Regions from separate parts of the Mus musculus genome. Here regions 1 and 3 are each linked to region 2. The links are chromatin contacts, called in public promoter capture Hi-C maps. All regions are on one chromosome and are shown on one strand. Each heading gives the region's core, a stretch centred on a gene start, on an enhancer-like site or on the middle of the called end of the contact. The rest is flanking DNA. Distances are from core to core; before and after follow the strand shown. Region 1 overlaps Prkce (protein kinase C, epsilon). Region 2 holds the start of Epas1 (endothelial PAS domain protein 1). Region 3 holds the start of 2010106C02Rik (RIKEN cDNA 2010106C02 gene).

What was found. Promoter capture Hi-C pulls out the DNA fragments that hold promoters and counts their contacts.
Region 1: a promoter capture Hi-C map of liver shows a contact between it and region 2. The contact joins the enhancer-like site here to the promoter of Epas1 in region 2. A contact is called at or near these places in 4 of 39 promoter capture datasets (the C10 cell line, liver and neural stem cells), 1 of 15 datasets of contacts at CTCF or cohesin (large pre-B cells), 7 of 484 Hi-C or Micro-C datasets (centrocytes, extraembryonic endoderm stem cells, liver and 1 more), 4 of 115 datasets of contacts at active chromatin or transcription factors (embryonic stem cells, extraembryonic endoderm stem cells, hepatocytes and 1 more) and 2 of 9 other capture datasets (adipose tissue and liver).
Region 3: a contact with region 2 is called in a promoter capture Hi-C map of liver, with 4 times the contacts expected there. The contact joins the promoter of 2010106C02Rik here to the promoter of Epas1 in region 2. A contact is called at or near these places in 2 of 39 promoter capture datasets (both in liver) and 1 of 9 other capture datasets (liver).

Annotation. Positions count from the first base shown.
Region 1 is chr17:86,467,788-86,472,204 of GRCm38.p6, forward strand. The region is part of intron 2 of Prkce (protein kinase C, epsilon); the gene reads left to right. Among named protein-coding and RNA genes, the nearest start is that of Gm30284, 25 kb to the left of the region's middle. Within about 2 kb of position 2,589, at least 21 of the 459 cell types and tissues checked have an H3K27ac peak or open chromatin away from gene starts, as enhancers often do. A contact at or near this core is called in hepatocytes and liver, where this site is marked.
Region 2 is chr17:86,750,915-86,755,486 of GRCm38.p6, forward strand. Epas1 (endothelial PAS domain protein 1) reads left to right here and starts at 2,950. Exons shown (of 16, transcript NM_010137.3): 1 at 2,950-3,394. The coding sequence starts at 3,369.
Region 3 is chr17:86,284,880-86,289,539 of GRCm38.p6, forward strand. 2010106C02Rik (RIKEN cDNA 2010106C02 gene) reads right to left here and starts at 2,299. Exons shown (of 3, transcript NR_045435.1): 1 at 2,022-2,299; 2 at 1,320-1,416; 3 at 288-569. All of the region lies in intron 1 of Prkce (protein kinase C, epsilon), which reads left to right.

The DNA of each region.
Region 1 (4,417 bases), core at 1,339-3,838, 280 kb before region 2:
TTGAGTTTTTAAAGGCACCAAGTGCCTTGGTGCAAGAGGAACAGGGTCACCCTGCCCTCCTGCGAGACCATACAGGGACAACATGGAGGAGGGGAGAGGCACTACCTTGTTTTCTCAAGCAGGAGATTTGAAAGAACAAAAGAGGAGCTCACGAGGCTCTCACCCCTCAGTCACAATGTTACAGGCACAGATCGGATCTGCGCTTCCCTAACCAGGGGCTGTCACCCCTCAGTCACAATGTTACAGGCACAGATTGGATCTGCGCTTCCCTAACCAGGGGCTAGCAGTGTGGAGCAGAAATGATAACTTCAGTGCTTGGAGCCTCAGGACTGAGAGGGCTGGAGAAGGGCAGACTGTGCTGACAGCATCCCTGGCATCTGCTAGGCTGCCAGGCTGCCACGGTGCTTGTGTGGGTAGCCCTGAGCTGGGTTTTCTGTGGGAAGCAGGGTTGGAAGGTCCTCTGCTCAGTGAGACAGCAATTACCAGAACTTTTCTCTACTCCTTGCTTCTCTTCCTCCAAGCCCTTGTCTTACCTTAATTCTGCTGCTTCTATTGTTCTTCCTTTAATCTTCGGACTTCTAAGATTGCTCTTCCTTGGTAGGTCTGACAATAGATCCCACCCTGTCCACCTTCTGGGGACCCTGCCCTGCCTCCACAACAATTTTGAAGAGGCCATACTGTTTTTATTTTATTTTTTTAATTGGGGGTGGGATGGGAGTGGGGAAGACCCTCACTGTTTCTCAGGCCAGCCCTGAGCTCACACTGATTCCCCTGTCTCAGGTCATGTGCCAGTTTTTCATTACACCCAACGATGACTTTTTAATTTTAAAATTAGTTAGACTTCAAAAATTGCCTTAGCAAAGAAGTATCCCAAGGAAAACCAAAGAGTTAATTCATTGTGGTATGGGGAGTCGGGGCAGGCACTTAATTTTAAAAGGCTCTGTGAATCCACAGAGAGGCAGAAAGGGGCTAACCTGGATGAGAGAGGGATTAAGCCTTGTCTGCATTCTGCCTGTTGCAGTGGGAACCTTGGAATAGCTGGTGTTGACAGCGTGGGATGGGAAACTTGCAACAGGGTGGTAACCTTGTAACCTTTTGGGTTGTGATACCTGCTGCTTTGAAAGGCTTGGGAGTTATTTGCGGAGAGACCAGATGTCTAGGCCTCTCTTCCCACAACTGCCAACTCGGGTACTGCATTCCTCAAGTGAGCCTTATCATTTTAAGAATGGAAGCAGAGGGCCGGCGCTGACCCTGTGTGTATAGCATCCCCAGTGCTCAGGTATGCCACCTTAGATGAGCTTCTGTGACTCACCGTGGCACACTGGGGGGGTTGGATCCCTTCCCTTGGCAGGTGTCCAACTTGATCAATTTCCCAGGCTAGGAGCCTGGGGATGTTTTATTCTTTGCCTCCCTCCTGGGGATAATGACTTTTCCTGGATACCAGGAATTCCACAGCCTGTAACTGAACAGGTAGAGGGAGGAGTGCAGAGGGAAGGCAAGCCAATGCCCTGCCTAAATGTACTACCTTCTGTGACTTAGCACTATTCAGTGCGCTTGGGCCTAGTCACCTTAATTAGCCAGGTGGAGCTGGGGCCCATCTGCCTCATTTCCCTTCTATCTGACAATCACTTGCTGTGCCTCAGTTTACACCAGTGCTATAACCTCTGCTCCATCAGCAGCCAGTGTCTTTGTGCACTGGAGAGCATACACCACTACAGTTTTGGCCCGTGACTGGATGGCACATGAACTCCACTGTGAACACAGCGGAGCTCATTTAGAAAGGAAGATGAAAAGGGCTTCTATTAAACTCGAGATGCTAATCTCGAAATGCCACCAGCATTCTTCCGGTTCAATTACACACTTAATGAAACACGCAGACCCTCCCGAGCCTCCTTGCAGACCTTCTGATGGATGCTATGACTCTGGGAAGATAACGCACTGAATGATTCCTCCTGAGAAATCAGTCGCTGCTTCCTCTTTCCTGTTTTGAACATGAAGGGTTTTTTAAAAGTGTATTGTGTGAGTACAATATGCAGGGTATATCTTTGGTGCCACATGAATATTTACTTAATATTTAAAACTCCCTGTCATGAGAACAGTGGCACCCACTTTCCTCATTGTAAAATAAGAGCTGCCACTCTTTTCAAATCCTTCAGGATTTCATTTTGTGTGGTTGCTTTTTTGCCTTCCTGTTGGTACTGCCAGTCAAGTCAGTCTGCCCAGACCAGGGAACTATGGAAAGGCAAGCTTAAATGGACTCCCAGAGGTTGAGCATTCCCCAGGCCCAGGTTGACTAACACTGGACCATGTAACTTAGTGCTGTTTTATTTAGCTCAAAGTTTAAGAGGGAAACATGCTATCACCGTGGGAAGACGGTGCTCGGCTGCATGGGCTGGCTACATTGTATCCACACTGGCTACATAGTATCCACATTGGTTACAGTGTATCCACACTGGCTACATTGTATCCACACTGGTTACATTGTATCCACACTGGTTACGTTGTATCCACAGTCAAGAGTCAGCATTGAATGTCTGTGGTCAGATTACCTGTTCTTTTTTATTGATCTTGGATCCTAGCCTCTGGGGTGGTGTCATCTATGCTCACTGTGAGTCGTGCTACCTCAGACTCACTGGACATCTAGAGATAGATGTGTCCCTAGGTGACTCCAGGGCCAGTCGGATTAATAAGACTAAGAATCAGAGCCCTGTTCCTTCCAGACCAGTGTTGGAGCTGGCCATGGCTTCTCTCTCCCTTGACAGATTAAAAATCAAAACAATGCAACACAAAACACAAAAACAAAACCAAACAAGCCAACAAAAAACAGAAACTGAAAGAGATTAATGACTTGGGCAGAAATTTCAAGTTTGCAACAAAGGCAAAAGATATTGGCCTATCTCCTGACATCCACTTCAATTATATTGCAAAAAAGGGGGAGTCAGCAGAGGCAGCTGAGAAAGAAACCCCTACAACCTGCTTGGAGAACTGCCCCTGTATGCTTCGGGGCTGGTCCTGCAGCGAGCAGTGACAGCAGTGCCCAGCACTGGCCAGTGGTCCTGTTGGTTCTGTTCCAGGCAAGAGTAAACCCTTGAATTTGATAGTCCCTCCCACACAACTGCCTGAAAACACCCAGGAATCTACGGCCTGACACGAGCAAGAATTTCGTGCTTGGTTTTTGTAAAGTGAAAACTATCTCTAAAGGATTATTAATATCGAGCTCCTTTTGTGTGGAAAGAGAGAGGACAGTGAAGATGTTGAAGATGTGAATCCTTCAGTGTCCCGCCTGTCAGCAAAAGTATAGTGTTTAGTGGCAGGCCTCCCTCTTCGTGAGTTTCAAGTATTCATAAAGTCTATAAGGAAATGGATCCCTTCCCCCAGGGGAGGGGGGCTGACTAAGTTTAGATGCACAGACCAGTAGGCACACAGTACATAATTCTCTTTGTTCTTTGTATCAGCCCATTTGCAGCCTCTCAGAGACGCTTCTCCACGTTGAGGCTGCTTACTATTCACTTCACCGGTGCAAAAGGTACCAGGACTGTGAAGTTTATGAACTAATCGGGGAAATTTGTAAAAGGTGCCAGGGATTTGAAGTTTATGAACTAGTTAAAGGAGTTAGAAGGCATATCTAGAATGTTTGGGGTTACTGAAGATGTAGTCACCACTCAGCTTGTGCCTCTGTGGGTTCTCTCAGACCAGTCAGGTTCTCTGTCTCTACGAAAGTTTCACCAAGTACTCATACTAAGTGGTAGCCGCTCTCTAACTTTTGGAAACCCTGTCTGCTGTCTGGCAGAGAAAGTCATAAACGAGACGTCTGAGAACTGATTGGGACCTCCAGGCGAAGGGGCGATCATGCCCGCTGAGTGTGGCACAGTGCATCCCGAGACAGCGGGGAACAGCCTTCAGCCAGCTGGAGGTGTTAAGGGACACCTTGTGTGACTTGTCAGTTTCCTAGGCTAGGGGCCTGGGAATGTTTTTATTCTGTGTGTCTATCCTGAGCTTAAAGACTTTTCCTGGGTACCAGAAATTCCACTGCGACTCTGGAATGTAACTCAACAGATAGAGGGAGAAAGCCGACTTCCTGCTTGAGTTTGCCCTCTTGTGGTCAGGTGTAGTAGTGCACACCTGTGGTCTTCGCATTGTGGAATCAGAGGTTAGATTGTGCATGCAAGCCAGTCTGGACTACAGAAGCAGACTTCTAGGATGGCCATAGCAAGACTCTACCTATGGATCGGTGAGTGGACGGAGCAAAGGATGGATAAATTAATAATGTGAGATGTCTTCTCTCTCCTACTCTCCAGGGCTCCTCTGTTCATGCCAGGGAGCCACCAAACCACTAGGGTACCAGTGCCTTATTTGATGATTTAGGCATAGGGGGAAAAAAAACTTTGTAAAGGAAACTGGAGAACAGTTTATAAAA
Region 2 (4,572 bases), core at 1,700-4,199:
TCTGCCTGTCTCTGCCTCTCAGGTTCTGGGATTAAAGGTGTGGGCCAGCAGTGCCTGGCCAGTCTCATCTCTTAGTAAAATAGCTAGGCAAACATTCCTTTGATGTCACAGTCTTTGCAGTACCTCAGAGGGCTGAGACACGCGGGTGAGGAGACTTTCTAGGAGATGTGTGATCTGTGTACCCCCTTCCCCCGCTTTAAGCAGCATGAGAGTTTGACTTTAAGATGCCTTCTGCTGCTATGTGAGCCTAACACAGATGCTTCCAGAGACACTCATGTAAAGCTAAGGTCTTAGCCCCTCCCAAACCGTACCATCTTTATTCGGAGCTGCCCCCCTTTAGTTTTCCATGGAGGCCAAGACCTCAAAGAAGTCTATGTCTGGCTTACATGCTCAGCTCCTTACAAAGACTGCTGACACCATGTCTTCTCTGGAAGACATCTTAAGAGGTCTTTAGGCCACCTGGCTCTGCTCTATGCAAGTCTGTGTCTAGTCCTGGGAATCTTCGAGGCGCACTTAATTTGTAGGTTAGGAAGAGGGGATGCAACTAACATAGGGAAAGTTGAAGTATTCTTGAGTGACCTCTTACACCTCTCCCCTCCATCTCCCCCAAAGTGGGTTTCCCTGTATAACCCTGGCTGACTAGGAACTTTTTTTTTTTTTTTTTTTTTTTTTTTGTAACCCAGGCTGGCCCGTGTTGGGGGATGGTCTTGCGCTGTGTATTCTGATGCTGATTTCCACGCCAGGACAACTGGTTGCAGTCGGGACTTGGCGTGGTCAAGCATCTCCGGTCTTGATGTTATGCAAAAATTGTTTTCCCTCAGGACTGGAACTCTGCGGTCTGCCTGCCTCTGCCTCTTGAATGCTGGGATTAAGGGTGTGAGCCAGTATGTCCGACCAGAACCCCTACTTTAGAAGTAACTGTGAATTAGGGATTGAATCCAGGGCCCTTATCTTTCCTCTTAAAAATCAAAAACTTCTCAAACGAATTTCATAACCTCAAGGCTATTGAAATGTTCCCTGCGGGTTACAGGTATCGCCCAGTCACCTGTCAAGTACAGCTCAAATCCAGCAGAAGCTCTGGTGAAAAACAATGTCTGGGGCCTTGAAGCTGTCGAAGTGCTTAAGGTTTTTTATTGTCTGGTCTTTCCCTCCCTCCCTCCCTCCCTCCCTCCCTCCCTCCCTCCCTCCATTCCAATCTCAAGAGAATATATAAAATAAAGCAAACAAAATATGTTTATATTTTATTACTACTGTGTCTACCAATTTGAATTTCTTATTATTAAGACCCAGGGTGTCTGGATGTAGAAATGTCATAGGAAATCATCCACCAGCCTCCAAGAGTGAAAAGGGTCTGGTCTTTGAAATCACCCTCAGGTGTGTCAACTGATTTCCAAGTGCTCAAGCACTCATTCTTTCAGATACCTCCCCAAGACTTTCAAAAAGTATCCACCTTCTTCATGCTTAAACAAACTTAAAAATCGCCCCCACCCCAAGACACAGTCACACACACAGTCTCTGGTTATAATTTTACTAGGAAACTTGTGTTTAAGAATAGTTCGGGAAGCACAAACTTTAGATACCAGGGCAGCCCAATTTGAGGGACCGTGCTTTCTCCGCAATTCACAACTATGGAGCCCGTTGGCTCTTTCCCTAGCCTTCAAAAATCCATGGCTGCCCTTCTTCCTTCTGGAGATTTTCCTGCAGAAGTAGGAAATGGGAAAGTGTCTAAGATCAAAGCAGGAGTGGGCATCTCACAGGTGGAAAGGCCAAAGAACCCTCTGACTGCCTAGGGAAGAGGAGACTTCATAACACCACGTCCTGCAGTTGGCTGTATCCTTCGAACCCCGGAAGAGCACATCCAGTGATTTGGGAACACGCTATCAACACATCCCAACATCACACTCAGGAACTCTCTGGGGAGCCCACGGTGATACTGGGGTATTGAGAGCGGGCAGAGGCCTGAGGGAGCTCCAAGGCTCTCCTCTCAGGCATACACTTAAACCTAACAGTCTACCACGAGCACCTCAAAACCCACAAACCGGTTGAGGAAGACACAGGCAGGAGCAACCCTAGATCATTTTTGTCCCAGTTTCTCCCACAACTTTCTGCCACTCGGGACTCAGAAGTCAAGGTCAGTTTGGCCAAAGAGAGCGCACCTCCAAGGCAGACAAGAACAAGAGCCGACAGGGTCCTGGGGATCATTACCGCCGGCCGAAGGGAGCCAAGTGGATGGTTTAGGGGACTATAGCAGCACCCGGAAGCGGGGGGGGGGGGGGTTGGCTGGGCGCTCGCTGCACGCCCTAGCTGCGCTCGCGATCTCCGACCCAGCGCTCCTGCCCTAGCCTAGCTCTTAGGGGAAAAGTGAGGCTGAAAGGACACTGGCGCAAAGGCATACTCCGAACTTGGGTAGCAGATCCCCGCCATTACTCAGTCCTGCGCTAACTGCGCTTCCATTTGGAGTCCCATATAGTTACTCGCCACCAGCGACCTCAAAAACAAGTCGCAGTTCTGCGGAAGGAGGAGGAAGGGCAGGCGGGCGCCCGAGGAGCGCAGCTCCAGAGAAAGGGGAGGGACGGGGTCAGGGCAGAGGCTGTGGCCGCGCCTCCCTATTGGCCGGGACACGGTGGGAAGTCGGGGCAGGCAGCCAGCGTGCGGGGCGGGGCTTCTCTGGAGCCCCGCCCCCGGCCCGCCCCCAGCCCGATGTCCCACTCCCGCGCCCCTCGCGCCCTCCCGCGGGCGGGCCGTCCGAGTTTTTAAAGTGGGCTGACAGCCGAGGAGGCCGGACATTCGAGAGCGGCCGGTGTACAGCTCCGGAGTCCGCAGCGCTCCGCTCCAGCTCTCCTGAGGCGGCCGTACAATCCTCGGCAGTGTCCTGAGACTGTATGGTCATCTCAGCGGCCGCACTCGCTTGCCCCCGGATTTTTTTCCAACTTGCTCTCTTCGAGCCATTTTTTTTTCTTTTTTTCTTTTTCTTTTTTTCTTTTTCTTTTTTGGTTGGTTGGTTTTGATTTGTCAGATCCCAGAAAAGTGACTCCTGTTCGGGGCTAAACGGAACTCCAGGTCCCTTGTCGCTGCTCTCTCTCTCTTTTGGCGTCTTACAACCTCCTCCCACTCCTTTCCCCGGCCCCGCCTCCTCCTGCAGGTTCCTCCCCGTCACCCCCCTCCTCCCTCCTCCTCCTCCGCACCTAGCCAGCCCTCTGCAAACTTCCACCTGATTGAGCGGGACTCTCGGACCTGCGAGCACTAAAGACCTTTCACACCTGCCCGGGCGACAGAGAGCTGCGGAGGGCCACAGCAAAGAGAGCGGCTGCAGCCCCTACGGGGTTAAGGAACCCAGGTGCTCCGGGTCTCGGAGGGCCACGGCGACAATGACAGCTGACAAGGAGAAAAAAAGGTAAGCGGGAGTCAAAGCTGGCGACCGACTTGGTCCCAGGCATTGGCGGAACTGCGCGTGGCGGGCGCGACCCGGGGCAGTCGGGAGAGGGGTGCGAGAGTTCTCGGAGGCTGGAGGACCGCTGTTGAGGGGCTTTGAGTAAGCGAGTCGGTGATGCCTTTAGGGACAAGGAGCTGCGGTGTCGCAGTAGAGTTGCAAAGCGGATAGTTCCGAGACCTTGAGACACGGAGAGATGGCCCTGGAGGTCAGGGGTGCTTCCGCGGCGCCTTCCAAAGTCTGTCGTCCCTGGAGCACCAAGCTTCCCTAGCGAGTGTTTTGAAATGTTTCTGGGCTGATGCCCTCGACTCTTAGGGTTTCCATGCTGGAGCAGTAGACACGCCTTTCTTTTCCTAAGACCCTCTAGGTCTTTCCGAGAGCGTTCCTATGCGGGCTTTGCGCCCCAAACTAGCATGGAACAGAGGGCAAAGCGCAACTCTGGGGTGCGCCCTGACCGAGAAGCCGGAACACTGTCAAGGGTCCTGCTCCAGACGGCACCCAAGTTTGTTCAACCCCCTTAACCTTACCCTACACCTAGACTCCGGCAGAGAGTGGGGAGTGAGTGACCTGGATTGCCCTGCGGGGGCAGGTGCTCTAGTGTGCAGAGAGAAGACCGTGACACCCGGCGGCTCCGAGTGTCTGATTCTTAAGACGAAGGGCAGCCACGAAGGTTTGTCCTCGCGAACCTTTCGGCACTGGGTGAGAGGCAACTCGGGGCAACTCGCGCTGCCCTCGAGCCTCCTTCAATCCGCCCCGCATCTGGTGACTTGACACCCAGCTCTAGGAGCTGAGGTGGGAACACACTGTGACCCCGCCGCAGACCTGGGTACATTCTCGTCGCCTGCAAAAGTTTATAGCTGGCCGCCTGGCACTTTGCTCCTGTTTCGATCGGTGCGTGCCGTGGGTTAGAGCTTCCAGCACTGCGCTCCGTGGCGACTTAGCTGGGGTGTCCGGAATGGTACGCGTGACCGCAGAATGGCGCGAGCTGCCAGAGATCCGTGGCCAGACTGGAAAAGACTGGCGGTGAGGACCCAGCCCCGAGCAAACGGGCTTTTTGTTTGGGCTTCCACTTAGGGACATGAGCCAGGAACTGTGTATCCTCTGGTCGAAAGCTGCAGCTCCCACCTCAGGGCACCGATAAG
Region 3 (4,660 bases), core at 1,049-3,548, 470 kb before region 2:
TTGACAGCAGTGGAACCTGGGAGCAGGGGAAACCAAGCAGCTGGTTTGTTTATGCCAGTAGAAGCAAGTGGTTAGTGGGTAGCAGAACTGGTCTAGCATCCAGAGACCTGGTACCTAACTCAATGTTTCTTCTTCAGAAAGCCAGAGATCACAGTAAAAGTACCAAAGGGGGAGAGAAAACAGGGAGTGTCGGGCAGGAAAGAAGTGGTGGAGCTGGGGAGAGATTCTGAGAGTCTGACGGGGATGTTCAAGGGTCACTATGAGAAAGAAATGCAGGAATGATATTTCCTAGCAATTGCAGATTTTATTACCCCATCCTTATCTCTCTCAATTGCCTTCCTAGTAGGTTGACCTTATTCTCAGCTTTGTCCTTGATCCTGGCTCTTCCCCAGCAAGTTTGCAGCCACTACCTGATGACTGTGCTTGGAACAGTTAAGTGGCAGCAGACAGCTTATTGGTGGGTGAGTTGAGTATTTGCCGTGTGCTCACATCACATAGGGCCAATCTGTGGCCTCTGAAGAACAGGCTTTGTGTAGAGGAGGCCATCGTGGGTCTGCGGGGGCAGCAGTCTAGGGAATAAGAATGGAAGTCTAAGAAAACAAGTGTCACAACATCTCCAGCCCTCCACTCCTGACTCCCCTAGTTCCCTGCTGTCCGTGTTCAGGTGTGCTCTGGCTGTGTAGGACGAAGGAGGCCGCAGAACCCCCAGCCTCTCAGGTAGACTTTTGAAGGCCACGATCCTGAGACGATCTGCCTCAATCCCTAAGACCTGCAGCTCTCACACTAAGCTCTTTGGCAGCTGGGGCCAGCTGGAGTCTGTGCCACTGTCCCCAGGAGAACGGTCCAGGCTGCTAAGGATGAAGCTTCTTGGGAGTGGGAGTTGAGATCCCGTCCTTGTTTGCTCCTCTTGGTCAGGCAAGTGATTTGGGGTGAAGATAGCGACCGAGGCAGCAAGATTCGCTGCTCCTTGTGCTTGAGGAGCTTAGAGTTCATCACTGAGGGAAGCCAAGGTGAGAACTGAGGCAGCCACTGAAGCAGAGGCTGTGGAGGAATACTGGATATTGGCTTACAACCCCTTTCTTATACAGGTCAGGCCTACCTGCCTAGGGATGACGCTAACCATCCCCCTATGATGCCATAGGAATGAGGCTGGGCCCTCCTGCATTAATCATCAAGAAGATGTCTCACAGATATCCTTATAGGCTAATCTGATGGAGGCAATTCCTCTATTGAGATTCCCTCTTCCTAGCTATGTCTAGGTTTATGTCAAATTGGCAAAAACCAACTATTGCATCCCCAATCTCTCTCTCTCTTTTCACCTGTGAGATCAGATCACTTAGAAGATGAATCCACTGCTTGGGGCTTCTTGATACAGTCATCCTGGAGAAGAGGGCTTTGGCCTTGGGCACGGTGATGCTTCAGAAAGACAGGGAGAAGAAGATTTAGATGCTCCTTCTCCTGCGCCCCACTGCAGCCTGCCTCGGGTGGCTCTGCAGATTGAGCACTCTTTTTACCTTTTTAAACCGTGCTCAAATGTCACAGCTGTCTGTCATCACCCATCTCCCTCTTCTGATGCTGTTCATCTAGGGGCTGTCTACACTGCCTTAGAGAAAGGAGCCCTCTTAGAAAGACTTGAGGCTAGAAGAAGAAGAATCTTGTCGCCTGGACAGTCCAGGGGACAGGGTCCTTGGTTGGGTTGTATGGCAGGGAATGCCCTTGCCTTGGTTGGAGTTTTAAATGGCTTCTGTGCTTCATAGACTCATGAGGATGAATTGGACTTGGTCTGGTCATGAGGGTGGCCTTAGGATGCCTTTGAGCGTCTAGCCTTCGACTTTGGAGGCGTTTCTTAAGCACGTCAAGTTATGAACACAAGACAGTGCAGAATCCCATGGGACAAGGGGAAGGGACTACGTAGGCAAGCTTGGCATGGTCTCAGTGATTGCATTCCTGGCTCTTCTGTTTTCCAATCTCCTCCTCTCTTTCCTATCTCATGGCAAATCACCCTTCTCCCTTCCACTCACCTGACTGTCTCTGATCTGGGGTGAGCAGAATGTCAGAAGGCAGGCATGACCCTGTGTGTGACCTTACAGAACAGGCAGTACGAAAGGTGGCAGCCAGCCAGGGCTGTTTTCGAGTCACAGGCCCAGGGAGACGGTCAGGCCTTGGCTTCTGGAACCATCTGAACTCCATCTCTGCTTCCCGATCAATGAATCCAGCCAGGAGTCCTGGTCACCCTGACTCTGCCTCCCTCCCAGAGGGGTCCACCCATGTTGCATGGGGCCAGCACACCCTTTCCCATGGGCTTCAGGGCCCTAGCTCAGCTCCGCCCATTCCTGAGGCTGTCTCCAAGTCCAGGGGAAGCACGGTGACACAGCCCCAGCAGGGTGTGGTAAAGGAAGTTGTTTTTCCTAATGGTAAACAGGATAGTAAAGCAGCAATAGGAATGGGGACACTTCACGCTTTTCCACAAGTGGGACCCTCTGAAGTCTGGATGGTCTGGTGGCACTGAGTCCCAGGAGCTCAGCACTGAAGGAAAAAGGAAGGGGTTTTGAGATCCCCTTATGGGGCAGTCACGTTACTCACTCTTACTTCATATGGTGGTCCTTTGATTCTCATAGTCTGGGTCGTAGCCCCTAGGTACTCATGAGGAACAAAGGCTTATGGACTTTAATTAAGTCGTTCATGGTCATGGGGTATATATATCTTGCTAATGAGGTTACCCTGTGGGTGTGTGTATGTCTGCACATCTGCCTCTGTCTCTTTGTTTCTCCTTGTCTCTGTGTCTGTCTGTCTCTGTCTCTGTCTATGTCTCTGTCTGTCTATGTCTCTGTCTTTCTATGTCTCTGTTTGTCTGTCTCTCTCTTTTCTCTCTCTCTCTCTCTCTCTCTCTCTCTCTCTCTCTCTCTCTCTCTCTCTCTCTGTGTGTGTGTGTGTGTGTATGTGTCCCTGAATGGAACAGATGTGTAGACATAAATTCCATGCAGATGTTCATATCAATGCTAACAGTATTTGAAGCTAATGAAATTCCCCTACCAGCGAGAATTTATTCACGCTTCCCTGAGTGTGTGGGAGCATGCTATGCTTGTTTCTTTGTTTAGTTTTGTTTTTGAGACAGGGCCTCATTGTAGCACAGGCTGACTTGATGAGAGTATGGAGCTAGAGCTGGCCCAAACCGCAGGTCTTCCCGCCTCCCTTCCTAAGTGCTGGGGTTACAGATGTGTGCCTGTGCTTGCCTTCTGCAACATTTGAAAGTGAAGTGACTTCCTCAGACATTTCTGTGTGATTGTCATCACCACATCTCCTCGGAGGATGGAAAGGGGGGACTGAAGTGCTTCCAGATTGGGACGCAGAGCACCAAAGATGTGCACTCAGATTCTGAGCTCTCCTTCCCAGGCCACAGTCCAGTCTGTCACCTTCAGTGACAATGCAGTGGCCTCCTGACTGGTCTCTGCGTCTCCTTATGATCTCCTGCTGCCCCAGCAGGCATCATCTCAGGTGAGTCATTTATCTGCTTGGGATCCCGTGGTGTGTGTGCCTTCATTGAGGGAAACAAACAAAACCTTTACAATAGTAGGGCGGGGCCAAACTACTGTGCCCATCCCCCAACCTTACAGTCATATTTTGTAGTTTTGTTTTCCAAAACAAAATTATTCTAGTGGATTCTTGTTCAAGGTAGTCTCCTGCTTTCATGGTAGCTCTTTCCTCATTCAGGACCACTCCTAATCTGACCACTTCCTTCAAGGCTTTGAGCCAAAGACCCCACTGCTAGTGCCCACCTGCTCATTTTAGAGAGCATTGTTCAGATCCATGAGGGCAGAGGCAAAGAAGAGGCAATGGAGTGTGAATTCATTCTTTTAACATGAGGAATTAATGTTCTAAATCATGGAGATTAGCTATACCATAGGAAAAATCATCCCGGCCCACGGTGAGGCTGTAAGGTCACACTGTCTAGTGATGTCACTGCTGTCACTTTGTGCGAGCACATTACACAGTGTTTATAATGATGATAGAGTTGCCACGCTGTGCAGCTCTCTGATCATAGTCTATTGTTAAATGTTGACACATGATCTCATTATGAATTGACCAATCAGGGACATGAGTATGGCCTAGGAGCCGTGTGCTAGACATGGTTCCATAGCTGGTGGTGTAAAAGTGAAAATCTCTGTATTCATGTGTGTCATCTTTAAGAATGAGGAGAAGTGAAGACAGCACAGCAAACAGAAGGTCAGTGTGTGTGGGGTGTGGGGCACACACATGACCACAGCAGGCTGCGACAGGGAAATGTCAGATGGGAATTCAGATGAGCCCGGGGTTGGGATAGCTTGCATTCTGGAAGTAGGCGACCATTTTGCCATGTACAGGAAGGTGAGCTCCCTCCAACATCCACTACCACCAATGGCTACTCTGAGGGCAATGGCTAAGATTGTGTGCACATTTATGTACTATAACCTACTGAGTCCATTTGCTGTCACTACGTGGTTAGGGCTGACCATCAGACATGCCTTTTAGAATGCTAGGTTCCAAAGAAACTTGGGCTCTGTAGATTTCCGTAGAGACAGAGTTGCCCTTCTGCCTTGCGTGTTCCTTCAGGAACATTTCATATTTCTGCCTGTCTCAGATGCTGAGGAACCCAGAGTTCCACTCCTCTGCAGCCTAGGGT